Linked DNA regions of Mus musculus: region 2 is linked to region 1. A link is a contact called in public HiChIP or PLAC-seq data. All regions are on one chromosome and are shown on one strand. Each heading gives the region's core, a stretch centred on a gene start, on an enhancer-like site or on the middle of the called end of the contact. The rest is flanking DNA. Distances are from core to core; before and after follow the strand shown.

Region 1 (3,590 bases), core at 933-3,432:
CATCTGTGTCCCCTCCTTTCCTGTCTTGACTCCCACGGGCTGCAGTTACTGAAAGCCACCGACCGAGAAGGCAACTTGATCGCCATCTTCCTTGAGGAGCACAGCCGGGTGCTACAGCAGCTCCAGGTCTTCACATTCTTCCCCGAGTCCCTCCCAGCGCCCAGGAAGCCCTTTGAGAGGAAAACCACAGACCGCCAGTCATCCCGGAAGACCCTTCTGGGCATGGTGAGTAGGCACCTGGTGTGGCTCCAGGACTGACCTGTGCACACCGGGCATCTAAGCGCATCACCTCATCTCCGGACAGGAGTTGATACTGGCCAGCCCTCCATCACAGGGCCATTACCAGGCTTAACCGAGTTAAGGTGTGGAGCTGCCCAGCACGTGAGCACCATGCAGGTAGACATATTTAATATTGAACAGCTGCTGTGCTTCTGCACATGAGCAGTGTGTGGGAGTCTTGACTTCATAACCAAGGGAGAACCTGAGGCTATTGGTCGGGCCTGTTCCATCTCGGGCATCACTGAGGCGGTTGCTGGTACCCAGCTGGGACCACCTGGAGATTTGGAGTTTGATGCCTCCTGAATCCTTCTTGGATCTTAGTGAAGCACTTGTACACTGATAAGTTAATTAAGGGAAATGAGTCAGGTCTGGTTTTGATCTTGTATTAGGCTAACACAGCCAAACCTTTAATGACTTCTTTGCCTGGAGTAGCATTGTGGTTTTTGGGATTTTTTTGTTTGTTTGTTTGTTTTGTTTTTTTAACACAGGTCTTTCATATTTTAAAATTTGCAGTAAGATACATCAGATCCTGTGGGCTTCTAGACAAGAAGGACGGGTCACCCTCCCTATATTGGCATTTGCTCCATAAAATCCCATGAGCATTTGTTTACAAGGGAGAATTGGATTTACTATTGCCTTTAGTTTTTCATTTTAAAGATTTTTATTTTAGATTATATGTGTAGGTACCTGTGGAATCCAGAAGAGGGCGTTGGATGCTCTGGGGCTCCAGACACTGATGGTCGTGAGGTGTCTAAAATGGGTTCTCTGGTCCTCTGCAAGAGCAGAGAGCATCCTTGACCCCTGAACCATCTCTCCAGCTCCTCCCTTTAATTTAACTCTCATTATTTAGGTCTATATAACAATAATATAAGACCTAGTGATATGCTTGGTATTTAGAATTTTTTGTTTTCATTTTAAATTTTATTTTAGGGGCTGGAGAGATGGCTCTCCAGAGGTTAAGAGCCCTGACTGCTCTTCCAGAGGTCCTGAGTTCAAATCCCAGAAACCACAGGGTGGCTCACAACCATCTGTAATGGGATCTGGTGCCCTCTTCTGGCCTGCAGGCATACGTGCAGGCAGACCACTATAACATAATATATAAATAATCTTGTTTTAAAATGTTTTTGGGTCAGGCGTGGTGGCACACGCTTTTAATCCCAGCACTTGGGAGGCAGAGGCAGGCGGATTTCTGAGTTTGAGGCCAGCCTGGTCTACAAAGTGAGTTCCAGGACAGCCAGGGCTATACAGAGAAACCGTGTCTCGAAAAACCAAAAAAAAAAAAAAAAGTTTTTAGGTTTTTGTTTTTTGGTTTTTTGGGTTTTTTTTTTTTGGTACTAGCAATTGAACCCAAGGCCTTACACATGTAAAAAATATGCTCTGCCTCTGGGCTACAGCACCTCCCCAGCCTCAGAACTTTGGTTGTATTTTAATCCTATTTTTGTTTTGTTGTTCTTGTTGTTGCATAAAGTAAGGGTGTTAGCTTGCCTCAGAGCCATTAAAACATTGCAGTGTGCTTTTTACCTAACACAGCCAGACTCGATTATAAAAATGTGGCTCAGGGTTGGTGCCTCCCTCCTGCCGTGGCAGGCTGAGATTAACCATAGCTGCCAGGGTGCCAGCGTGAGTTTTCTCATTGGCCCTGTTCTACCTTTTCAGCCAAGCTACATGCTGCAGTCGGAAGAGCTGCGGAGCTCCCTGCTGGCGAGGTACCCGCCGGAAAAGCTCTTCCACGTCCAGCGGAACTTCAACGCTGCGCAGGACTTGGATGTCTCCCTTTTGGAAGGCGACCTGGTGGGCGTGATCAAAAAGAAAGACCCCATGGGCAGCCAGAACCGCTGGCTCGTGGACAACGGAGGTGAGCCTTTGACTAGGGGGAAGTAACTATAGAGTTGACCTGATTTCTACAGTGGGCGGAGCCCGGGTTGAGCCGGAAGCTGCCTGCTAAAGATTACTGTTGTTTTGATGACTTTCAGAGACAGTTGCTTTAATTATTTATCCTGAAGATGTCGCTGTGTTTGCCTTCTGTGTGTAAACTGTAAAGTGTATGTGATATAAAGCCTGTGGTTTTGTCAGCTTCCCCTGCAGCAGTGTCCATGGCTGTTCAGAGAGTGACTCAAAATCAAACAGCTCGTAGCTTTCTTTTTTTGAAGGAGGATTCTGGACTTCAGTGTAACCCATTTCCCCAGAATTCTAAAATGCAGCAAGCTGAGAAGAACAGGGCTTTTTCAGAACCTTCTTATCAAAACCTGAACTGAGTAACAAGAAAGAATTTGTAATCATAACTTGCCTTATGAAATGAATGCGTATTTGACATATACATATCCTCAAATCAAAAAAGTATGAGTTCCAAAGACCGTGATGGCCCAAGTATTCTGGGGACCTAGGCCAATTTTAGCATTTGCTCTTTAAACGCATCTTTATGAGGTGGCTCCGTTGATCATGTTTTACCAGGTTGCAGTTAGAATTCAGACCCAGAATCCATGTAAAAGATCAGAGGATGTACCTCTTATTGCATCCAAAGACAGCCTCTCATGACGGGGACCCAGGAGGGTCCCTGACTCTAGAAAGCTAGAATCCTTCATGAGCAGGGTCCTGGGACCAAAACAAAGACAAAGTTGGATGAGACTAAAATAATCCCAGCATTTAATGAAAAGGAGGAGTCAGGTCCTGCGGCTTCTCTTTCTTAAGACAAGAAACACTGTGTGTTTGAAATGTGCGGTCAAGAGCCCTCTGTCACCATCAGGCAATTTGTTGAAGCGAGCACGTGCTGGACACGGCTGTGTGCTTGTGCCAGTGTGCCCTGACCCTGAGACGGTTCTGACGTGTGGAGGGGGGAATGAATGCAGGTGGCCTTTCTGAGGGGCTCTGCACAGGGACGGCCTTGCAGTCCACCTTTGCCAGACATGGTGTATTTGAACTTAAGCCCACCGGAGTCTTCTCTCAGTTTAGTGATGCTCTGGAGATTCTGCCACATTGTCTTCTGTGCCACTGCCAAATTCAGCAAGGCTAGCCTTGAACTTGCAATAATCCTAGTCTCCTGCGTGCTGACGTTACACCACTAACTGCATGGTTTTTTATTTTGTCTGTTTTGGTTTTTTTTTTTTTTTTTTTTTTTTTTTTTGGTTTTTTGAGATAGGGTTTCTCTGTGTAGCCCTGGCTGTCCTGGAACTCACTCTGTAGACCAGGCTGGCCTTGAACTCAGTACTCAGTGCTGAGATTAAAGGCGTGCGCCACCACTACCCAGCTGATTCTGTCTTCTCACTGGCCTGTCAATTGTCCACAGACACCTTGTCGTTTTAGGGTTGTGTAAG
Region 2 (3,613 bases), core at 146-2,645, 110 kb before region 1:
AAACTCAGAAATCCGCCTGCCTCTGCCTCCCGAGTGCTTGGATTAAAGGCATGTGCCACTATACTTTTTCAAATCATTCTCTCTCTCTCTCTCTCTCTCTCTCTCTCTCTCTCTCTCTCTCTCTCTCCCTCCCTCCCTCCCTCCCTCCCTCTCTCCCTCCCCACCCTCCCTATCCTCTCAGAAAGCATGGCCCGTGCCTCCTCAGAGAATCTCCACCCTAAACCAAATCAACACAATCCCAAGATTAACAATAGTTAATTAGGTCAATTCTAGTGGTTGTCTCAGCAATGAGGTCTCTGACCACAGTAACCTGGGAAGTTGTCCAACACAGAAACTTGGGGCCCTTGCCCTGTGCCCTGTGCCTCCTGAGTTAAACCCTGAGTTAAGGCCCAGTGATCTGTGTTAAGCTGCATGGCTCACCTTCTAGGGGCTTTAGTACCTGGGAGGAAACCAGTTGTTTAGTTATGGTTGCTGGTCTCTGTGTTTATTTTAAGACAGAGCCTCGCTATGTAGCCTAGGCAGACCTGGAACTTGCTATGTAGACCAGGCTAACCTTCAGCCTGAGACTCAGGAACAGCTCTGTGGAGAGTAAGTTAGCAGATGTCAAGAGGTAGGAGAGAAGCTGATAAAGATGTGGTGGAGAAACTGTGACTAACGAGAAAGGTGGCAATGGTGGGTCCCTCGACACAAAGATCTGCCGCTGTCTCTTTCCCTAGGAATGCAAGACTTCAATTATCTCCACACTAACTGCTTTGAGATCACGCTCGAGCTGAGTTGCGACAAGTTTCCCCGGCAAGAGGAGCTGCAGAGGGAGTGGCTGGGTAACCGGGAAGCCTTAATCCAGTTCTTGGAACAGGTAAGATCCTTCCGTTTGACTCTTCTGGTTGCAAGAGAGGTCTTCCAATGGCAGCTGGGGTTGCCACAGGCTCAGGCTGTCCCCAGAGCTGACTCCACTCAACCAGCCCTCTACTCCTGCGGTTGGTTTTCCTTCAATGTCCTAGAGCATAGCTGTCTGTCCAAAACTTTACTGTAAGCTGGGGACTCTGGGTAAACAAGCCTATATCCCTGTCTCTATGGAACTGATGTTCTAACCGGGGCAGACAGTAAGCAAAATACGGAAGTAAATTCTGTGCCTCATTAAAAAGAGAAGTGCTGTGAAGAAAGTCTCCCGGAGAAAGCCACTCTCAAATGGGGTCTGAGGAGCCTGAGGATCGGAGGGGCTCAGACAAGCCAGGTTATCTAGAACAGGGGTGGGCCCTCCAGAATAGGTCCAACTAAAACAAGCCAAGTCCACATCTGAAAGGTGCCCGGCAGCAGCAACCACAGCCAGCTGCCGCCTCAAGTGCACCGCAACGGCTGCTGTGAGAAACACATGACAAGGCTTGGAGGAGGGGGAGAAACTGGACTCTTTTAGGCACTGTGAGCAGAAAGTGATGTTGCTTCTAAGCCAAGCAGTGTGACAGAGCTTCCGGAAAATTAAAAATGGGGCTGAAGTTTAGCTCAGTGGTAAAGCTCTTGCTTAGCACACGAGGGACCCAAAATTGTGTTTCCAGACCCACAAAAGCAACCACAATTAGAATAAAATTGTTATATTATTCAGCATGGTTAAATCTCAAAGAAGTGAAGACAGGCAGAGAGAGAGAGAGAGAAAGGGCCTTCAAAACCAGGTAAGCGCTGACACACACCTTAGCACGACTGGATCTGGATTATGCAATAAGCAATAAGCCAGTCGTATGGCAGTAAGCCGTGCCTCTGTTTAGATAGAGTTTATACAGTCGCACAGACAGAATGCAGAATGGTGTCTGGGGCTGGAAGAGCAGGAGGTGGGGTAGAGAATGAGAGGGATGGAGACTTTCATCTTAAGGAGAGCAGTTTCAGTGTCAGATGAAGAGAGTTCTAAAAGTGAGTTGTTGTGCTAGGCACATATTACAAATGTGCGTGATAAACTGGGCTGTACAATTCACAGAGTGAACATTTTACCACAATTTACTTCAAATTTTCTCTCTCTCTCTCTCTCTCTCTCTCTCTCTCTTGTGTATTCATGCCATGATGTTTGTGTGGAAATCAGAAAGCAAGTTGTGGAAGGTAGTCTGTTCTCTTCTTCCAGCATTTTGGGTACCAAGTTCAAACTCAGTCAGGCTTAGCAGCAAATGCCTTTAACCACTGAGCCATCTCAGTAGATCACAATCTAAGGTTTCTCTCTCTCTCTCTCTCTTTCTTTAAAGATTTTATTTATTTACTTATTTATTTATTTATTTAATGTGAATATACTGTCTCTGTCTTCAGACACACCAGAAGAGGGCATCGGATCCCTTACAGATGGTTGTGAGCCACCATGTTGTTGCTGGGAATTGAATTCAGGACCTCTGGCAGAGCAGTCAGTGCTCTTAACCGCTAAAGTTTCTAAGTTTCTTTTCGTTTCATTTCGTTTCGTTTCGTTTCGTTTCGTTTCCTTTCCTTTCCTTTCCTTTCTTTTCTTTTCTTTTTAAGATTTTATTTATTACTATATGTAAGTACACTGTAGCTGTCTTCAGACATTCCAGAAGAGGGCATCAGATCTCATTACAGATGGTTGTGAGCCACCATGTGGTTGCTGGGATTTGAACTCAGGATCTTTGGAAGAGCAGTCAGTGCTCTTACCCACTAAACCATCTCACCAGCACCCCCCCCCCTTAAATTTCCTTAATTGTAACAAAATTCAAGGTTAGACCAGCAGGAGCTGGAGAGATGGCTTGGCGGTTGATTGAGAGTACTGGCTTGTCTCAGCAAACCTAAGTTTGTTTCCAGCATCCTCATGGTGGCTCACAAACATTGGTGACATTAGTCCCGAGAGCTCTGTGACCCTCTGCTGGGCTCTTCCAGCAACATGTAGGCACAGGGTACAAAGACACACGTGAAGGCAAAATACTCAACACACATACACTTGAGACTGGGCTACTAGTGGGGACTGTGGCCTCACAAGCCCACCCACACAGGAGCTTTGAGAAGGCAGTGTACTGTGACTGAGTGACAGGATCACTCCGCCTACTAAGGAGGGATTATGGGATTGGAGGAGCAGTGAAGAGCTAGTTTACAGGGTGTTGTCATGGTGTTAATGAACATGGACTGAGAGGAACCATGAGAAAAGAGAAAGGCCAGAGCCTTTCCCACTGTCCAACCACTGTGTGATTCTGACTCTCGGTGGCCACTGTTTCCCGCAGGTCCACCAGGGCATCAAGGGAATGGTGTTGGATGAGAACTCTAACAACCTCACGGGGGCTGTCATTTCCGTCACCGGCATCAACCACGACGTCACTTCAGGTAGGAGGGGACCAGTTGGTAAGCCAGAAAGACCAGCCATCGAGGACACTGAGAGGAGGGTGCGTGCCGGGTATGGGAGCAGAAAAGACGCGCTGCATCAAGCAGCTAAGATTCGGATAAGGAGATTCTTCACCTGCTAGAGGGAGCAGGCTCTGAGAGCAGGGAGCGAGTAGCCTTGAAGCGAATGGAGCCCCTGGTCAGAGCCCCTGATGGCTGTGGAGGCAGCCTGGTTGGGAGGACTTCTGGGCTAGACACCATTCATAACAATGGAGTGGAACAGCCAAGAAGGACTATGACTCTCGTGTTTATTCTC

What was found. HiChIP or PLAC-seq counts read pairs in DNA pulled down with a chosen protein or histone mark.
Region 2: a contact with region 1 is called in an H3K4me3 HiChIP or PLAC-seq map of bone marrow-derived macrophages, with 5 times the contacts expected there. The contact joins two enhancer-like sites. A contact is called at or near these places in 2 of 15 datasets of contacts at CTCF or cohesin (the NIH/3T3 cell line and embryonic stem cells), 35 of 484 Hi-C or Micro-C datasets (the AML12 cell line, ECoMG myeloid progenitors, ECoMG-derived neutrophils and 25 more), 6 of 115 datasets of contacts at active chromatin or transcription factors (bone marrow-derived macrophages, embryonic stem cells, fibro-adipogenic progenitors and 2 more) and 4 of 9 other capture datasets (adipose tissue, embryonic stem cells, liver and 1 more).

The regions. Positions count from the first base shown.
Region 1 is chr19:43,850,768-43,854,357 of GRCm38.p6, reverse strand. It overlaps Dnmbp (dynamin binding protein), which reads left to right. Exons shown (of 16, transcript NM_028029.4): 13 at 46-225; 14 at 1,936-2,134. Among named protein-coding and RNA genes, the nearest start is that of Gm24400, 4.8 kb to the left of the region's middle. Within about 2 kb of position 2,182, at least 40 of the 459 cell types and tissues checked have an H3K27ac peak or open chromatin away from gene starts, as enhancers often do. A contact at or near this core is called in bone marrow-derived macrophages, where this site is marked.
Region 2 is chr19:43,963,418-43,967,030 of GRCm38.p6, reverse strand. Cpn1 (carboxypeptidase N, polypeptide 1) reads left to right here. Exons shown (of 9, transcript NM_030703.2): 6 at 717-856; 7 at 3,201-3,300. Among named protein-coding and RNA genes, the nearest start is that of Cpn1, 21 kb to the left of the region's middle. Within about 2 kb of position 1,395, at least 60 of the 459 cell types and tissues checked have an H3K27ac peak or open chromatin away from gene starts, as enhancers often do. A contact at or near this core is called in bone marrow-derived macrophages, where this site is marked.